Regions from separate parts of the Gossypium hirsutum genome. Here region 1 is linked to region 2. Evidence: chromatin contacts called from public Hi-C data. All regions are on one chromosome and are shown on one strand. The core of a region is the stretch at or near the end of the contact, and the rest is flanking DNA. Distances in the headings are between cores, read along the strand shown.

Region 1 (3,151 bases), core at 367-2,866, 81 kb after region 2:
TTTAGAACTTTGGCTTCTTAAGATTTAGAAGTTAATTTCTTTTGGTAAACTATATCTAATTGTTCCTAAACTTTATTTAAAATTGTATTTTAGTCACCCAACTTTCAAAAGTTATATAACAATTATCAAATTGTTACATTTTTATAACTTGTCTGTTAACTACTGTTACAAGGTTGATGTGGCACTCTAATTTAAATGGTTAATTACTAATTTGGTCCCTAAACTATAATAAAAATGTCATTTTGTTTTTTTTAAATCTTAACAATAATTCTAAAAAGAACTAAAAAAAATCTTAACAAGCAAATAAAGAAATTATAAAATAATTAAAAACATTAAAATTTATACTTTATTTGTTTGTTTGTTAACATTTTGTTAGTTCTTTTTAGAATTATTGTTAAGAATTTTTTAAGAAAAATGATATTTTAGTTATAGTTCAAGGACCAAATTCGTAATTAAATATTTAAATTAACGTGCCACGTTAAGAGACGGACAAGTGACAAAAATGTAACAATTCGATAATATTAGTGACTATTATGTAACTTTTGAAAGTTGACTGATTGAAATATAATTTTAAAAAGAATGGACCCTTCTATTAATTATACCATATTAATGTATCACACTACTAAATTAAAAATTTTATTATCCTTTTTAGGCATCGGATCCAAATGAATTGAGACAAATACGTGAGAAAAAAATGAAAAATAAAAAAATAAAAAAGTTTAAATCACAAAATAGTATTGAAATTATACTAATTTTCCTAATGGTTCTTAAAGTGATACCTAAGCTACACTTCATTATCCAAATTACTCTGCCCTTAAAAAAATCTCTTAAACCTTTTGGATTTTTTTAGTTAAAAATTGGCAAGTGCGATAAAATTAGGGATGATATCACATTTGGTACTGTACTTTCATAAAATGTTTAATATGGTACTTCTATTTCGAAAATATCCAATGTGGTACTTGTAATTTGGAAATGTCCAATGTAGTACTTGTAATTTAGAAATGTTCAATGTGATAACTGAATTATTAATACGTATTTTATTATTATACATGTATTTCATAAAATGTCCAATATAGTACTTGTAATTTAAAAATGTCTAATTTGGTACCTAAACTATCAATATAAATTTTTATATTTTTATCATTTTAAACAATAAAACGAGCCAAGTCAAGCTAGCCCTAGCCAAGTGTGTCTCAAAAACGAGTCAAGCGAATCGGTTTGGCTATTACAAGGCCCATGAAAACCTCTTATTACCATTTAAGGAGTAAATAACATAATTTTTTTAAATTTAAAATTAATTTTAATATTTTTAATTTTAAATATTTCTTTTTTTTCAAAATTTTTGAATTCTTTTAAGAATTATATATTTAATTTTTTATGTTTTATTTAAAAATGAAAAATAGGTTATTTGATCAATTTTTGACTGCTACGTTCGTAACTTTAAGAACAAAATTAGACAAAAGGACCAAGAATTTAAAATTTAAAAAAATACAGGACTTAATGTCTCAAAATTATAGAGACTAAATTTTAAATTTCAAAAGAGTAGAGGGAACATTTTAAAAAATTCATAAAATAAAATTTAATTATTAAATCAGAATGAATATTTGGAATTAAAAGGAAAAGTGAGTAAAATGAAAATGTGTACGAGTAGAGAGGCATGAAGAAGAAATGGACCGACAACTTTTGGTTTCGTTTAAAACACTCGCACTCGCTCTCGCAAACCCTGCCTTAAAATTCGTATCTTCTTCTTTATTTCTTCTTTCCTTTCGTTATATTGGGATTGGGGAGGCGCCACAAATACAAAAAACCCCAAATAACAAAAACAAATTCTATCTCCTAAAACCCTGAAACTCGCCCATGGCCACCGATCAAACTCAGCTCCAACTCGCTCAACTCGCCCACATCTTGGGCCCCGATTCGACTCACTTCGAAACCCTAATCTCCCACCTCATGTCTTCCTCCAACGACCAACGTTCCCAGGCCGAGTCACTCTTCCACCTTGCCAAACAAACTCACCCCGACTCTCTCTCCCTCGCTCTCTCCCGTGTCTTATCCTCATCCCCTCGCCCCGAACTCCGAGCCCTCTCTGCCGTCCTCCTCCGTAAAATCCTAACTCCCGCCGCTGATTACTCCTTTCTCTTTCCTCTCCTGGCTGAATCCACACGCGCCGCCATCAAAGCCTCGCTTTTATCCTCCCTCCAAACAGAACAATCAAAAGCTAACGTAAAAAAACTCTGCGATACAATTTCCGATCTCGCTTCTTCCGTCGTTGCTACTAGAGGCTGGCCGGAACTATTGCCATTCCTCTTCCAATGTGTGAATTCTAAGAATCCCAACCTCGAAGAATCTGCTCTTTTGATTTTCTCTCGATTAGCTCAAAACGTCGGAGAAACAACGGAAACCCTAATCCCTCATTTAAACACTCTCCATTCCGTCTTCTTCAATTGTTTATCAAATCCGTCAAGTTGCGACGTACGAATCGCAGCTTTAAGCGCCTCAGTCAGTTTCATTCAATGTATTTCAAACCCCAAAGATCGGGACGCTTTCCAAGATTTGTTGCCGTTGATGATGCAGACGTTGACCGAGGCGTTGAACTCTGGATTAGAAGCCACAGCTCAAGAGGCTTTGGAATTGTTAATTGAGTTAGCCGGGACTGAGCCGAGGTTTCTAAGGAGGCAAATAATGGAAGTAGTAGGATCGATGTTACAAATTGCTGAGGCGGAGAGTTTAGAAGAAGGAACACGCCATTTAGCCATTGAATTTATAATTACGTTAGCAGAGGCGAGAGAGAGGGCTCCGGGGATGATGAGGAAGTTACCACAATTCATAAGGAGGTTATTTTGGGTGTTGATGAATCTATTGGTGGACATTGAAGATGAACCGGATTGGTATAATGCAGAGAGTGAGGATGAGGATGCTGGGGAAACAAGTAATTATGGGGTTGGTCAGGAGTGTTTGGATAGATTGTCGATTTCATTAGGAGGGAATACTGTTGTACCAGTGGCTTCAGAATTGTTTCCGGTGTTTTTGGCTGCTTCAGAGTGGCAGAAACGACATGCTGCTCTCATTGCACTTGCTCAGATTGCTGAGGGTTGTTCCAAGGTTTGAATTTTGAAGTTCCAAATTAACAGTTTGATCATATTTAATGCAC
Region 2 (3,487 bases), core at 709-3,208:
CACATCTATTCATCATCTATCTTAAAGTAGTACTAATAAGCTTGTCATGACTTAAAAATATTATTCATGTATTCCTTAGTTCATGCAAGCAGCATATCATCATTTATCACCCAAAAGCAGAATGCAGAAACTCACATTGTTTCCTTATACTTGCCATAGTGGCTTGCCCAAATGCTATTGTCTCCTTAGACCTAGCAGCAGTCCCTCTAGTTTTCTCATTCCTGGACATCCATGCCTACGACTATTGTAGCATGTAGAGTCTCTCGTGGTTACAACCTCTACTTTTTCAAGATAGCTAAAGAAGAAGATAATAATTTTAAAGAGAAGATTGTATAAATAGGTTAAGGAATTCCCCCTTCTCTCATCCTCCTACCTATATATCCTCATGGCATGATCTTCACAGACCGTCACTGCCACACAGTACTAATTATTGTGTTTCCCATTATGTAACTAGTTGGTCCCAATCTAACCAAACCAAATTAGGAGTTTATATTTCCCCTAACTAGCCACTTAATTCTCTAAATTTTTCGCTAATGTCCCAAAATTTCCATTACTATTCAATCAGCTCATCGACTCTTCCTTGAGTTCAAATATTTTATAAATTTGGGTGTGATAACTCCCTCACCGTAAAAGAAAATTTCACCCTCGAAATTTTTGCTCAGGGTCAATCTAAAGCAGTCTCTAGGTAATTGTCCTTCCTAGGATAACCAATTAGAGGCTAACTTCCCTATTCACCTAGGTGGTCTAGCCTATTCCCAACATTTTAAACCACTCTTCCTGAATGGAAGATCCAGACTTTTCACGAGTAGAGGCCATCCGTTAAAAAGTTATTTCTTGGCCTTCCTGGTGGAGCATTTAGTGTACACTACATCAGATTCACTAGACTGAGTCTATTTGAGCATTTATTACTTCTTGCGGATACTTAATAAATGTTTGGCTCTGGTGGACATTCCCACTTTTCCTAATTATTAAGAGATTCAAGAAGAAACCCATCCCCTTTTTACAGGTGTCACCCACCAAGTTTGGGAATTTGTATCGTCTGAGTTATTTCAACCAAACTTCCCTTGTACATTTGACTATTTAAATTGAGGCGTGAAGTAAGAAGGTGTCTTGTTTGAAATTTCACATCTCTTCCTTTTCGATTAAGTTACTCTAAATTTTCCTTCGGTTATACTTCTCTATTTCCCACATCTGATTTTACTTTCTTCTTTCCTTGACTGTCCCTAATAGGTTTTTCAGGTAATTTCTAAAGGCCTTCTCTTTTTCTTTTCATTTCTTTTCATTATTCGCAAAATGGTTAGGATTAAACTTATTCATCATGAGGGGGTCATCCACCACAGTAATGGTAGTAAGAAGGGTCGTGGTGGTAAGGATCAGCGTGATGGGGTTGGGCCTAGTTCCTATGGAATACATACTCCAGTGAAGACCTTCCCATTTCGTTGTACTACATCCTTGGGGAAATGGTCCATTAGAATAACATCTGAGGAATTCAGCTTCCTGATTTTTCCTATGATTGCAACCTTGTTTAAGGCGAGTGTCGATGGAGCGACAGCTCCAATAACATCATTCTTTCGCTTCATCTATCGAGGTCGAGTTTCATCTCCCCTTTATTTCTTTCTTTTGCGTTGATCTTGATGAGTATGGGATCACACCTGAGCAACTTACTGGCTTTTCTTAGTGGACCTTGGTTGCCTATTTCATCAATTGTAGCTTAAGGGGCGAGCCACCCCTTCTTGGCATTTTCCATTAATTATGTTAGTTAAAGGTAACTTCTCGAGGAGCCTTTTGGCCCATTTTAGCACTTGTCAAGGGTATGAGCCCATAATTAAAAACTGGGCTTCTCACATTCACCTGAATATAAACAAATTTAGTAGAGTGAGGTATAAGCTAAGGGGTGGGTTTGGGTCCCGACCCAATGGTCTATTCCTCTAGACCATGTTTGTACTCGTATGTAGTAACTGGATAATGAGACTACGAAGGTTTAGTTCTACTGCTTGAAGGTGGGCCGCTCTCTTGTATTTGAGGATCTTATTACTGCGAGAAATGTTTCCATTTTTTCTTAGATATTCATAGGCCCAATGGTTACAAGCCTTTAGTAAATATTTCTGAGGTCATTTCTCAAGTCTCACGCCCTTCAGATGTAGTGTGGCCCTACAAGGCTTCTCATGACTTACCCGTTGTTTTGGTCGAGAGGAAGGAGGAACCTTTAAACTTATTTTATTTTTACTATAGGCTATGCATACGCCCCTAGTCCATTCCCTCTACAAGGGTTGAGGGTGAGTCCCTTAGATAAAGAATTTTGTTCCTCGTATGGTTGATCCTGATTTTTCTTTTGCAAGTTTTGCTCAATCGTCCACTCCTTCTCAGATTTAAAACGACATAGATGTTGATGCCATCATGGAGAGGGTTTTGAAGGCCATTGATGATACTGATGCGAGGGTGCAAGTAGGTGATAACAACCGTAAGAGGCTGAGGAATGATGGGGACTCTTGTAGTATAGAGAAGGGTAGTGGCAGTAAGTTGATTCGTCGTAGAAGAAGCAAGATTCCAATTACTTCTAAGAGGGACCCTACTCCGCCTGTACCCTTGGCTTACCGCGAGAGTCAATCTGAGTCTATCACCACTTTTACAGACAGCTTTCCTCTTGTTTATAGTCTTCTTAAAATAATTTCTATTAAACTCATACAAAAAACTGACACTTAAACTCATACAACGACACCACTGGCTCACCTACGAACCTTAATCCTTCTAACCCCGTTTTCAGGATTTTACAATCCTAGTGAAGTAGGTTTAAATGTTTATGTTATAATTGATTTGCAATAGAAGTTAACTTTTAGGTGATGAAGCAATTAAAATATTGTTGAATATGGCATACATGTTCTAATTAGCATTAATGACTTGGTTGGTGAATAATTCATAGTATGAAATGTAAATATTAATTGTTGTTTAAGTGTTTAATGTCTTGATAAGAAGTTGTAGATGGATGTCTGAATTTATGTGGTATGTTTTGATGCAAATTGAATAGGTAAATTGAAGATCGTGTGTTAGTCTTGATTGGAAACCTTGATTTAGGTACAAAAAATGTGTATTCTAGCCAAGTACAGTGACTTAGTGGTCTGTTCATGATATTGCGTTACCGTACCCACGTTATTGCGATATCAATCCTATTTTATTTTGTAAACATTTCAATTTGGTCCTCAAGTTGGGAAGTTTGGCTATTGTCTTCGAAATCGCGATACCATGCCCTGGATATTGCGATACCCATCTAATACACTTTGAAGATTGGTTACTATCTTTGAAATTGCGATTCCAAGCCTTGGATATCGTGATTCTCACTTGATATACTTTGAAAATTTTCAATTTAGTCCTAGTTTGACCTCGAGATAGTCTTGAGCTTTCTAAGCTTGTAAAAGACTCGGGAAAGACTATTTATTGTGTTATTTGCTTATAACCTTTGTGTTTGTATGTTCAATTATGTGAATTGTAT

Evidence for each region. Hi-C and Micro-C count contacts between places; a contact is called where the count stands out from the background.
Region 1: a Hi-C map of leaf shows a contact between it and region 2, with 2.7 times the contacts expected there. The contact joins the promoter of LOC107935234 here to the enhancer-like site in region 2. A contact is called at or near these places in 13 of 34 Hi-C or Micro-C datasets (anther, hypocotyl, leaf and 2 more).

The regions. Positions count from the first base shown.
Region 1 is chrD11:52,779,038-52,782,188 of Gossypium_hirsutum_v2.1, forward strand. It overlaps LOC107935234 (importin-5), which reads left to right and starts at 1,617. Exons shown (of 20, transcript XM_016867806.2): 1 at 1,617-3,102. The coding sequence starts at 1,858.
Region 2 is chrD11:52,697,528-52,701,014 of Gossypium_hirsutum_v2.1, forward strand. No RefSeq gene overlaps it. Among protein-coding and RNA genes, the nearest start is that of LOC121223104, 32 kb to the right of the region's middle. Within about 2 kb of position 1,959, at least 9 of the 9 cell types and tissues checked have an H3K27ac peak or open chromatin away from gene starts, as enhancers often do. A contact at or near this core is called in hypocotyl and leaf, where this site is marked.